Regions from separate parts of the Xenopus laevis genome. Here region 2 is linked to region 1. A link is a contact called in public Hi-C data. All regions are on one chromosome and are shown on one strand. Each heading gives the region's core, a stretch centred on a gene start, on an enhancer-like site or on the middle of the called end of the contact. The rest is flanking DNA. Distances are from core to core; before and after follow the strand shown.

Region 1 (6,441 bases), core at 1,278-3,777:
TAAATTTCCCGTGCGTCAATCCCCATTGCTCCAGTCCCAATGATGAAAATTTGTGCAAATACAAGGGAGGGGACTGGGGCGACTAATGTCAGCGGGCCTAGGGGTGCCTGATATGTAAATCCGGTCCTGTACAGAAATGCCATGCTTATTACTTGAAATAAGTTCTTCTGGGGGCACATGCAGCATGTGAGCAAAAAGTCTTATTATTTCAAGCAGTAAGCCGTTGCCTCTAGCACAAGAATGGCAAACTCAGTGACGTACCTGACCAAATGATGTCAGTTAAAACTCAGGGCTGCTTTATTTCTTATGTAGGAGAATAAAACAGCATATAAGGGGTTAACAAACCTGTCTACACCTTTTGAGATTTTGTGCTTACATTTGCAAATACAATTACATTATGCATCTCTCAGCATTTTCACTCTGGTTATATATATATATATATATTCTTACAACAAATGCTGTATAATACAAAATGCTCCAAACAAGTATTTAAAGGTGAAAAGGGGGTGCAAAGTCAAAGCAGGAGGGTAACATGCTCCACCCAAACTCCTGCTCTTGCAATGTCAGTTGTATGTAATGCCTCCAGCAGCATCTGTCCTACAAGCCGTGTGTAAATTACCACCAGCAAATGGTTGGCACGGCAACCAGAATGTTGCTAGTCTGAGAAATAAACACTCGCTGTTTTGTTTTCTTCACCAAACAAACAGAAAAGGGCAGTTGTTTTACTAGAGGCGAGGGCCTCCTATTATCAGCGCTGACTGTTTCCCCCACATACACATGCCTGAAAAGGCTTAAGATCATCATTCAAGGATACAAATTTACCATAAACATTCTTTACGCCTCTATTTACAATGTATTTTGCTATTTACAGTTGAAGTTCTCTCTCTGAACTGACATGCCTTTAGACTTGCTACAGTGCAGTGCACACAAACGCAAACAAGTGTGAGTGCTGCAGGCTGTACATACGGGCAGATGGTCAATAGGCCTTTAAATCTAATAATGGATGTGCAACAATTTACTGAATGAAAATGCCAGGTATGTTTTGCCAATGTCAATGAGCTCCTATAACCTGTTGTTGACGTTGGAGCTTTTCATGCAGATTTGGAATTGGAGTACTGTGTGTGTGTCGCCTGCATTTAACAAATCACCTTTAAAGTGAAAGGAGCACATGCTTTCCCTTAGATCTGTAGCACTGTATTGTGTGGCTTTTACGGCTGGAATGCAGGCAATGCTAAGCTTCTGACGTCACTCCCAAACAACTTCAAGGGTGACATCATCTCTAAATCTAAACTATGCATGTGATACAGATCAGAGGTGCAGTTCAACAACAGTTGGAAGGTCATTTATTGAACTTTATTATCATCTCTTATATATACTGTTAAGCTACTGTATATATACATTAATAGCACAGACAAACTGTCTCCCCGCAGAAGAGTCGATTAGTCGCCAGGCGACTAAATCTCCCCCAATCTGCCGTGTGCCCCTGCCCTAAGGGCTAGTCCACACGGGGAGATAGCGACGCGTTTGCGGTCGCGGCGACAAAGCGCCGCGACAGGCGCAGGCGACAGTTTTGTATGGGCGCCTATGTAAAAACGCCTGTGCTAACCACACGAGGCGATGCGCTTTTCAACAGTCGCCTGAAAATGCCTCGCCAGGCTTTTTCAGGCGACTGTTGAAAAGCGCATCGCCTCGTGTGGTTAGCACAGGCGTTTTTACATAGGCGCCCATACAAAACTGTCGCCTGCGCCGGTCACGGCGCTTTGTCGCCGCGACCGCAAACGTGTCGCTATCTCCCCGTGTGGACTAGCCCTAAGGCTACACATTTATTGCTATTGCTACTTTTTTTTTTTGCTAGTGTAATTTGGACTCTAGCAACCAGATTGCTGAAACTGCAAGCTAGAGACACGCTGAATAAAAAGCTAAATAACTCAAGATCCACAAATAATAATAAAAAAAAAGTAAACTAATTGCAAATCTAAACAATTTAAAGGTGAACAACCCCTTTTACATTATATGAATATAGTAATACAGTACTATCCCTCCTTGATTCATTTCCATGGTACACTAGCACTCAAATCTTTCCTGCATTGCCCCAGCTTCTCTAACCCCAGTTGCCTTTAGCACTGACCAATTTACAGCCCAGCTGTTGCTAAACTACAAGCCTCCCTGCTTATTTACACAACCACTTCTTGGTGAGGGATATCCTTTAACCCTTTGCTGGATACGTGCCACATGAGAGCGAGCTGCACGCAAAGTTGTGTCCCAAGCCGTAAGAACAAGAAGTGAAGTGTGTGCTACAAATAGCAAGTCGGTGTGGGTTAGTGCTATAATCCACCACACGCATAGCGTGACTACAACCCGGGAGCAGCTCAATAACTGGCCGTTGCTCCACCCTCCGATCACCTGCTCTTCTCTCCTCTTCCCCCAAGCACAGGAAAAGGGCTCAAAGGGCAGCTGTGAGGCAGCACGAAATGCATGCAGTGTACAGCCTGGCCTTATCACGCAAGCCCGAGCACAGAGAGCGATGCGTGCAAAGCGCACAGCCCAGTGGTGGGAGGGATCGCCCTGATCACACGAACACGGCGTGAGGGCTTCTCACATAGCCTGGCGCTGATTAGGAAGCCGGGTATCTGTTGTACAGTCAGCTGGGAGCGGCTCATGCTTCAGACAGGGACTTCCATAGGGATCTTGTGCGGGGGGGATAGTCGTGAGCCACTTAATAATCACACACAAGTGTACATGAGCATGTATATACACTGCAGTACTATACATAGCAATCACAGCCATGGGGAAGCAAGTGGGAGAGGAGGATACACGGGTCCTGTCACACAACTTGTGCTTTGTGTTTGTTAAATAAACCACACCATGATAATTGTCTGTGGGGCACTTCATCATGGCAGGAGAGGCACCCTCAGCATTCCCACCTGATTTAGCTGCAAGCGTCTGGCAGGGTTTGGGCAAAGTCATGCACCTACGGGTGCTAATCATGGGGTCGGTGGGTTGCACCTAGCGTTGCCACCTGACCGGTATTGTACTGGCCTGGCCGGTTAAAAATAATGGTTGATCCCAATTTTATTAATAGGGATAAAAGATAAATATATAGGAAGGCCGCTATTTTTTTCCAGAAAAGGCGGCAACCCTAATTGCACCTGTTTTGGCACTTTGCACCCAGCCCCACACTGTTATTGAGCCCGAAGGTGCCAACCAGGCCTCTGCTTTACAATTAATACATTTGTGTCCTGATTGAGATTCAAAATAAGCCCTGGCATTTCAAGAAAAGGTGGCAATCCTAGTTGCACTTAGGGTTGCCACCTTGCCGGTTTTTTACCGGCCTGGCCGGTTAAAAATAATGGTTGATCCCACTGTTATTAATAGGGATAAAAGATAAATATATAGGAAGGCCGGTATTTTTTTCCAGAAAAGGCAGCAACCCTAATTGCACCTGTTTTGGCACTTTGCACCCAGCCCCACACTGTTATTGAGCCCGAAGGTGCCAACCAGGCCTCTGCTTTACAATTAAGACATTTATGTCCTGACTGAGATTCAAAATAAGCTCTTGCATTTCAAGTACATAGAGACCCAAACCAGGGCAATTAAGAAGCTAGCCTCAGGTGGCAGTAGCCCACACGTTACCAGGGGTGGCAAAAAGCCACTCCTGGTAACTAAGAACCAAATATCAGATTTTTTTGAAACCAGAATTTTGACTTTTCTAGTGCAGAGAGCACAATTGCCCTCTCTATACACTAGCAATGCGACCCCCTCAACCCTCACAGAAGCTCTGACTGTTAGGTGCAGGGGGCAGCATTGCAAAGTTCGCCTTAAATGTTCAGGGGCGGTGAATATTCCCTGGCCCAAACAGACCCCCACAAGCCCAATATATAGTGTAACTTGTCTATGGAAATTTACAGCAGTCCTGGCATTTGCCTGAACCTACAGATTGCCAGTCTGGCCTGAAAACACAAAACACATGATGCTATTGTTATGAGGGCAGAAAGATAATATAGAATGGAAGGTTTCACATTTTGTGATAGTAGTACAAGGAATCAGCACCAAATTAATGGAAATGGTGACATGTTTGACAAACAGAGCTATTTCTGAATGGGAATTTCCCCCAGGATTTAGCAAATACAGGATCAGGGCAAAGAAAGGCAAACAGACAAAATACAGAAGTATTTTTAAGTGAGTGTAATTGTTCAAAATAAGTACAAATATTTGCTTTTGTGACCTTGACCCAATAAATAAAACATAAGTGTTTCCACACACTGCAAATCTAAAGTTGGCTGTGTCAGGCGCCATCTTTACAAAATCATGTTGCTTGTGTGGCATGTGTATCTTAATGGGGGGGGCAGTAACAAGCATTGTGCAGTACTGAAAATTGTAGTGTTTGCCCAGTGTCTGGCTCTGGAGTGAGTGCCAATCAGCAGCTCTAGATGGGTGGGCACATTGCTTTAGTGCAGTGTCAAACTGTAGGTCTGCTGGGGTGGCTGGAGCAGTGAAGTGTTAGGGGGACCTCAGCCTGAAGGACAGTAAGGGTTGAAATTTGAAAAGATTGTCTATTTTCCAATCTGTTGACTCTATGGGGTCCCAACAAATGTTTGACCTCCAAAGGTGGGCTTACTTGGGAAAGTTCAACAATGACTGCATTAGTGTATCTTCTGCCTCAGTTGCATTGGCTATCCTCTTTAGCTTTGCAAGCCAAAGGCTGTATTCCTCTGTCAATTGAACTGGACAACAATGCCATATTCACTATTGTTTCCAGATCTCTCTAGAGGCGTCAGCTCATTCTGTCTCCAAACTACCTCCCACCCTTCCCTTTGGGTGAATAATATTTATCTTCTGATGTGGCTATTATGTCTTATAGCTATGCAATTGCTGTAGCCCCTCTATGGCTGCCAATCATATCTTCATTGCTTTAAAGCAGCCCATGGAAGTACAGCAAGTGCCTTCATGCTGCACTGTCACACTGAAAATGAGCAGTGGCCATTGCTGTGATGGGTGCTCTGCTCAGTCATGACTGGGAGAGGATAAATGTGTTGTGCAGCTGTTTTGCTTGGCTACCCTGGCTGCCTGTCGAAGTTCACTGTGGAACACTGTACAGATTGGGAAGGTATGCGCACACTCTCAGCGTGTCCCTAAATTCATGCAGAAAATTGATGAGGAAAAAAGTCTCTTAAAGAAAAGGGGAAGTTTCAGTTGCCTCTATAAATAATATTTAGACACAACACTGTTTGGCAACAGTTTTGGCTATAATAAAATTACACACAAAATGTCCTTTAGCTCACAAAAAATAAATACACTTCCTAGACATTTAATTATTGTCTATTTGTGTGAGAAAACTGTACCTACTAGTGGACATACTGGAGAGAATGATGAGCATTTTCTGCAGGTGTTGATGTACCGTTAGTGCAGCTGCCCAGGGAACCTGGGAAATCAGGGACACCAAAACTAATCCTGCATGGGCCCTGTGCTGTATGTATGCCTGGCAATGGATATCTGTAAATTTCTGAGCACTATATAAAGGATAGTAATGATATTTTAATATTCACGTGTGGAAGTGTGAAACAGAACTGTCACGCAACAGGGAAATGCAACTAGAAGCACACCTCCTCCCCCCACATCCTTATATGTGATAATAAGAGATCCTGATGGGTTTATATACTAGCATCTGAATTGAGTCTCAATACCTGTTTCTTGTGAAGATTATACAATCTGCAGATAATTACTGCAACATTTTAAAAACGATCCACAATTATTGGTATCAACAAGTAACCTTACGTGCTTTATGTTAACGGGTTGTTCACCTTTGAGTTAACTTTAGTATGATGCAGAGAGTGATATTCTGAGACAAATTGCAATTGGTTTTCATTTTTTATTATTTGTGGTTCTTGAGTTATTTAGCTTTTTATTCAGTAGCTCTCCATTTTGCGATCTGGTTGCTAGGCTCCAAATTACCCTAGCAACCATTGATTTGAATAAGAGAATGGAATATGAATAGGAGAGGGACTGACTATTAAGATGAGTAATTAAAAGTAGCAATAACAATGACTTCACCGAGCATTTGTTTTTAGATGGGGGTCAGTGACCCCTATTTGAAAGCTGGAAAAAGCCAGAAGATGGAAAATAATTCAAAAACTATAAAAATTAAATAATGATGACCAATTGAAAAGTTGCTTAGAATTGGCCATACTAAAGTTAACTTAACTTTAATTTAAAGGGGTGATTTTTAGCAGAGAATGATATTGTGAGACAATTTGCAATTGGTTTTCATTGTTTATTCTTTGTGGTTTTTGGGTTATTCATCTTTTTATTGAGCATCTGAATTTTAGCAATCTGGTTGCTAGGGTCCAAATGACCCTAGCAACCATGCATTGATATAAAAAATAGACTGGAATTTGAATAGGAGAGGGCCGACATAGAAACATAAGTAAATAACAAGGGTAG
Region 2 (7,069 bases), core at 3,291-5,790, 180 kb after region 1:
AAAATAAATAAAAAAAGATGAATTATGACTTTTAAATCTCATAATTATGACTTTAAAAAAAATTTCGACTTTTTAAAGTCATAATTATGAGATTTAAAGTCAAAATTTTGAGTTTTAAAAGTGATAATTCATTAGAATTTTTTTTTTTGCTGGCCCCAGTGCTCTTCCATACATATCACATTCACGCAAACTAAAATTTATTTGATCAGAGACAATTATTTTGTCAGAGACAATTAACTTTCTTTATTTTTTAAAATGTAGGGGGGAAGCATATTTAGGCAATGGGAAAACTTTTAAACTCCTTGTAAACAGCGCCCTGTCTGGAGTTGAATCCAGGTTCCCAGCACTGCAGTGTTCACTGAATTTTAATACTGTTAGTTTAACTCAGGTTTGAAAAATACAAACTGAAATATTTCTGGGTTTTTTTGCCCCAATCTTCTTGAGTCACTGAAAAATCTTGAATTTTAATAGAGCTGCATAACAATGTTGAAATGGATTATTTGGGATAATAATCCCTTCCAGTAGACATTCTAAAACATTCAGTTTCACAAAACTTTCAGTTTCACCAAATAATCTGTTTACTTGAACTTTTCTAAATTTCATTTACTTGTGCTTTCAGTTTCACTATACATTCAATTAAATGTTCATATTACCTGTTCCATTCCAGTAAACATTATAGGGCAAATTCACTAGCCGGCGAAAATTCGCCAGCGCTGGCTTTGTGCACATCTCAACGCTTTGCCAGGCGAAAATTCGCCTGGACAACGCTAATTCACGAAGATCCGAAGTTGCGCACAGGGTACTGAACAGGGTACTTAATGCTGGCGAAATTACGCTCAGCAGTTCGAAGTTACGCTAGCGTTGGCTAATTAGCATACGGTGTGCAGTTAAAGTACAATGGCCGTATATGCGGCAGCAAATACATTACACTACACAAGGCCAGGGAACCTTAATGAAATTATATAAAGTTGTTATAATGCCCTACACATGTGTCCACAGTATAGTTTCAGGGTCGGACTGGGGGGACCGGGGCCCACCGGGACTGTTGCCGAGGGCCCCCCTCCGGCCACCCGTCCCCCCACTGTGACGCGCCGGGGACGAGCAAGGAAGCCGCTCGGTGCGCATGCGCAACAGCGCCGCTTATTTTTATTTATTTTTTTTAAATATAAATATTTAGAGAGGGGTTCTGGCCCGGCGGGGGGCCATGAGGGTCGGGCCCACCGGGTATTTTCCCGGTGTCCCGCCGGGCCAGTCCGACACTGTATAGTTTAGGTGCTATATGTTAGCAAATGTAAGTGGGAAGGAGGGTACCCCAAAAAAAATTTACGATCTTTTTCAGTCTATCACCCTTTAAATAGGAAAAAACGCCAGCGTTTTTTGGGACTTTGGGAAATTTTCAACTTTTTTTGAGGAACTCCTATCTACTCTATTGCACTTCACCTGGTCTGAGATGGCGAAGGCAAGTCTGGCGATAAAGGTATGGTCAGTAAAATCAAAAACTGAATTTGCGAAGTAACGCTCTTTCGCCAGACCGAAAATTTGTCTGGCGTAAGAGTGCGAAGTTGCGCCAGAGTCTATCACCTTGGCAAAATTACGCCAGCTACCGTAAATCTGCAAAGTGCCAAAATGACGTCACACTGGCGAATTTTTGCCAGCGTTCGCCACTTCGCCCTTTAATAAATTTCCCCCCTATGTCTTTTTAAATTGTACTGTTAGCTAAAGATTTCATTCAATATTTAAAATAATAATAGTAAAATAATAATCAATATGAAAAGTATACATAATGCAGTCCATGCAGCCAATTATATTAGTAGATCCACTCCCACTTAAATGCACTAAAATCTGCACTGACCCAGAGCAGGTGAAGGCAAGCACCTTACAATCAGTTCACAAAGTTACTGATCACTTGTCCAGAGGTCAAAAAGCAAGTCTCAGTTTTATTTTTCTCACCCTCCAAAAAACAAAACAGTTAAGTAACTTCACGTAACACCCCACCCCACACACACACACACATGTATGGTTGTATGCTCAAGCATCTCCCTACATGATTTCAGCTTTTAGTAATTAATTCTTTCTGTACTCCTAGTATAAAGTATTTATGGAGAGTAAACATTCTATATAGTTGAATGTTCAGATTTGCCACATAATTAATTTATCTTTACAATCCATTTTACAAAATATTTCATGTAACTGAATACTGCATTTCTGCACATTCCACATCTATTATGTTTTGCTGAATTTTTATTTGAAAAATCTGTTCAACTGAACAACCAGTTTAGTTGAAAATTGAATTTCCTTCACTATACCTTTTAACTGAATATTCTATTTTAGTAGACTACCAATTCACCAAACACTGCCGTGATGATCTCCTTCTGCTTATTCCTCTTGGACAAGGAGCAGAGCAAGAGAATGAACAGCACCTGAGACATGATCACCACTGGGTATTGATGACGTGTGCGAAGGCCTTAAACCTTTTTAGCAAATTCAAGTAAAAGGTATAATGAAGAAAACTACATTTCCACTAAAAAAGAATGTTCTCTTCTGCAGTGGGCTGTGGGTGGGTAGCAGGCCTGACTTGCTGACCTTCCTTGTAGGGTTGCCACCTGACCCGTATTTTATCGGCCTGGCTGGTAAAAATGATGGTTGATCCCAATGTTATTAATAGGGAAAAAAGATAAATATATAGGAAGGCCGGTATTTTTTTCCAGAAAAGGTGACAATCCTACTTCCTTGTACTGTCCTAACCTAATTTCTGAAACAGCCCACAAAACCACACCAGTGACAATAGAGAGGGACAGGTAAGGTTGCCACCTTTTGCGCAAATTTTTACCGGAGACGGGGGCGGATCATGATGTCACAAGGGTTGGGTGATGTCAAAAGGGGTCATGGCTATGCCGCAGCAGGGATCTATAAGGCGGAGATCGGAAAACGGTAAGATCTAGGCTGGTTGAGGGCAGTGCCGGGCCAAGCAGACCAGATGCCCTAGGTGTCAGGACTGTCAGAAGTACCCGACGGCGCTGTTTACATTCCCGGCGGTCACAGTGAAGATCCAAGATGGCGGCGCCGATGCTGAACACATGGCTGCAGCGTCGCTGCATGATGATGTCATCACTGGTGCCGGGATCTCGTCATAAAAGGGCGCCCAAAACATTGTGACGGTGCCCAAGAATAGGATTTGCTGCCATTAATCCTGGGTTCCTGTTTGTGTTTCCTGATTCCTTATTCCAGCCTGATTCCAGCCTGTTTCCAGCCTGTTCCCAGTCTGTTTCTAGCTCCTACCTTGGTTCTGACCCCCTGCCTGAACTCTTGATATTTGCATCTGATCTGCCTGCCCTCGTTAACTCCTGCCTGTGACCACTACTACTGATTCTGCTTAACCCTTCGGATACCACGACCTTGCTCCCACTAGAGGGCTTCCTCCTTGATCCTGACTACCTTCCCTGGAGGGAGCTCCCGGCTCCCTGACACTAGGCAACCCGGCCAGCCAGCCCGCTCCATCTGTACGTGAATGCATGCCCGAACGCAACCAAGTAGCATAGGGGAAGTCAGGGGAATGATGGAAGAGCGTCGGATGGGAGAGTGTCAGATGGTAGGGGAGTGAGGGGAGGGAGAGCATCGAGAGGGAGGAGAGATCATATAAAGGGAGGAGACCAGGACACAGGGCAGCAAACAGGGACTAGAGGTAGGAAGAAGATGGTTTTACAGGTACGTGCCTGGTGCCCCCATGCGCCCCAAGGCAGGTGCCTCTTCTGCCTACCCCTAGTTCCGGCCCTGGTTGAGGGCTTAGGTGGACGGGCCAATGGCTACATTAAAGGGCAACCCTAGGGACAGGGCTAGTAGTAGTATATAAGTCATCATTGTGTGTCTGTCTCAAGGTTGGCACAAGAAAACATGAATCTGCTGCTTTCCCTGCAGCTATAACTCCCAAGTCTGCCACAGCCATCTTGGGTGCCACATCATGGTGGTCTTCCCTGTGACACTCCTGAATTGTTCAGGTTTGCCAAAAACACCCATTTATTCTAAGCTGGCACACACCCACCTGAACAAACTATAATAGAAGTTTTAGCAGCTCTATTTAAATCATGTCTATTTCTAAAATGTGCCTGACGTGTTTTTAGCAGCAGAAGAAACGTTCATACCACTGGTTGTTTTAACAGGAGGATTTAATGAGCAGCATTTTCACAAATACGTCAAAAACAAACGAGAAATAAATGTTCATGATGCGGAAAATAACAGCGCCTACTGATTTCAACAGAGCCAACATAAGAGACAAACGTTACGTAGCGCATATTTTCTATTCATTTAAAAAAAATAACCCAGCCCTCAAACTTCCCAACTCCCTATTCACTTCGGACACGCCCACACAGCCCCGTATGCGGAAGCAAAGGCGCCCGGCTGGCAAGTTCATTCTAACCCCGCCCATGTTTCAAGCGCTTCCGCTCCCTGAGTGCTGACGAATCAGTGCGGAGATTTCTTGGACGGTGGCTGAGGAGAGTCATTCAGTGTGAGACGTGTCTCTCCTGTTCATTCTTTCTCATACCGGCCATGGCTCCGAAAGGTGGTAACAAGCAGCAGTCCGAGGAAGATCTGCTCTTGCAGGATTTCAGCCGCAACCTGTCGGCTAAATCGTCAGCGCTTTTTTATGGCAATGCTTTCATCGTGTCTGCAATTCCTATTTGTAAGTATCCCAACAACGCAGAGGACCAGCCCGGGGTTCTTCTTCTCCCTGTCCCCTCATTAATACAAGCTTTCCTTCTGTAACTTGCTGTCCTTCTCTTATTAACATCCCACCTTCTGTCACGCACAATAAAGTACCCCCTATTGTAAAATATAAGGATATTGTATGTCAGCAAGGTCATGGAACTCCCAGGTAACTTCTAATATCCTCACATTTTCCAACAAGGGGTACTTTATTTATTATAATACACAATTAGTCATGTGACAAATGGCTTCACTACTCACCGTTTATAACTGATGACATCACTAGTCACCGTTTATAAGGATATATTTTACAAGATATTCATGGTTCTTGTATATTTTATATATATATATCGCCTACACAATACCTGTTTTTTTTTTGTGTTTTAGGGCTGTATTGGAGGATATGGCACATGGATCTTGTGCAGTCGGCTGTGTTATATGCCGTAATGACGCTGGTCAGCACTTACCTTGTGGCTTTTGCATACAAGAATGTTAAATTTGTCCTCAAACACAAGTAGGTTTTGCTTGGTTGTCTGAATGACCTACTGAAATGGGAATGCTTAAAAATGCCCTGTGTGCAGTACCTGGTTATTAAGAATAATAGTCGCTGACTCAGAGCATGTGCAGTTGAAGCCAGATGCAGATTAGTTTAAAGGGGTGGTTCACCTTTAATTTCTATTTTAGGGGGTTATTTTTTTTAGTAAAAAATGGGACTTTTAAAAAAGCACAACTTTTTCGGAATTTATTATGCCTTGAGGATGGAAAAAGTCTGAATCAGAAAATCCGGCATCTCAGACCTGTCGATGGTGCATATAATTCAATGGGGAAGTCCCAATGATTTTTTTGATGTGCGCTGTGTTTTGTGCAATACCCCGAAGATTTCAAAGTTTTCGGGGAAAAAAAAACATACAAAGTTTTTTGGGTGGAAAATCCAAAAAAAATTGTGAAATTCTGATTTTTTTTCCTGCAAACCACATTGACTCTTTCCAGCTTTCAAATGGGGGGTCACTGACCCCATATAAAACAAATGCTCTATAAGGCTACAAATGTATTGTTATTGTTACTTTTTATTATTCAACTTTCTATTCAGGCCTCTCCTATTCATATTCCAGTCTCATTCAAATCAGTGCATGGTTGCTGGGGTAATGTAGACCCTTCCGACCAGATTGCTGAAATTGCAAACTGGAGAGCTGCTGAATAAAAAGCTAAACAACTCAAAAACCACAAACCGTAAAAAAATGAAAACCAATTGCAAATTGTCTCTACATCATACTAAAAAAAAAATCAACCCCATTTAAGCAAGATCACTAGGCATGGGACCTGGTGCCCACAAACCCTGCGATGCTACTCTGCATTTTAGAACCAACAAGTGGGGCAATTAGGGGGGTCCTCAGTGGCGGTTTGGGGGGGAGGGTGACTAGAATTATAACTAGCTATCCCTTAGTTTTCCTTTAATGGGAGCCATTCTGTATTTTTGTTCTGCAAATGAGAATATATATCCCTAGTATTAATGTTTGATCATTGTTGCATGTTTTGCTTTGTGTGTGCATGCGCAGGGTGGCGCAGAAACGTGAAGATGCCGTTTCTAGAGAAGTGACGCGAAAACTTTCAGAAGCAGATAACCGGAAGATGTCCCGAAAAGAGAAAGATGAAAGGTAACCGCTGCCTGTGTATAACATAGTGCAAGTTATATATGCGCGGCAGGAGCAGCAGTTTATAACCTTTAGTATAATGAAGCGTGTTTCAATTTTTATTTTTTTAGACCTCGAATGAACTCACTGGTTTCTAATGTAAAAAACTTAAATTAGTGAAGTCGGGGCTAACAACCTGAAAACTCAAATTGATTAAGTTTTTGGCAGAAAAAAAACAAATCGCTTAATAAATCTAAAAAATTTATTTTTAACTAAAAAATACCCTTGAAAACTCGTGGAAAAAAACAACTCGACCGTTGATAAATAACCCCCTAAATGTTTGGTGGGAGCTTCATTATCTCAATAAGTGCTTTTGCCATTGGCAGGTTTGTTAAAGGAGAAGGGAAATCATCTAGCAAATGTTGGTTTGGCTGGTCTAGCATATAAAGCGTATAGCTTAGTATATTGTAATCATGAAAATGTTTTTTTTTAAAAAAATACGACACAGACTATAATAATGTTAATAGCAAATAGCATGCTTGAGAATTGTAAGGCACATTTTAACTGCATGATAATATAGCAGGATAGAAAACATTCTTGCAATTCATGTAGCACAAGTAAACACCACTGGAACTAATATATTCCCTTTCTTTTGCAGGATCCTTTGGAAGAAAAATGAAGTTGCTGACTATGAGGCAACCACATTCTCCATTTTCTACAACAATACACTTTTCCTG

Evidence for each region. Hi-C and Micro-C count contacts between places; a contact is called where the count stands out from the background.
Region 2: a contact with region 1 is called in a Hi-C map of animal cap, with 6 times the contacts expected there. The contact joins the promoter of ssr3.L here to the enhancer-like site in region 1. A contact is called at or near these places in 2 of 4 Hi-C or Micro-C datasets (the XL177 cell line and animal cap).

The regions. Positions count from the first base shown.
Region 1 is chr5L:123,921,309-123,927,749 of Xenopus_laevis_v10.1, forward strand. No RefSeq gene overlaps it. Among protein-coding and RNA genes, the nearest start is that of LOC108717039, 14 kb to the left of the region's middle. Within about 2 kb of position 2,528, at least 5 of the 7 cell types and tissues checked have an H3K27ac peak or open chromatin away from gene starts, as enhancers often do. A contact at or near this core is called in animal cap, where this site is marked.
Region 2 is chr5L:124,095,062-124,102,130 of Xenopus_laevis_v10.1, forward strand. It overlaps ssr3.L (signal sequence receptor, gamma (translocon-associated protein gamma) L homeolog), which reads left to right and starts at 4,541. Exons shown (of 5, transcript NM_001086847.1): 1 at 4,541-4,678; 2 at 5,089-5,215; 3 at 6,258-6,356; 4 at 6,991-7,069. The coding sequence starts at 4,546.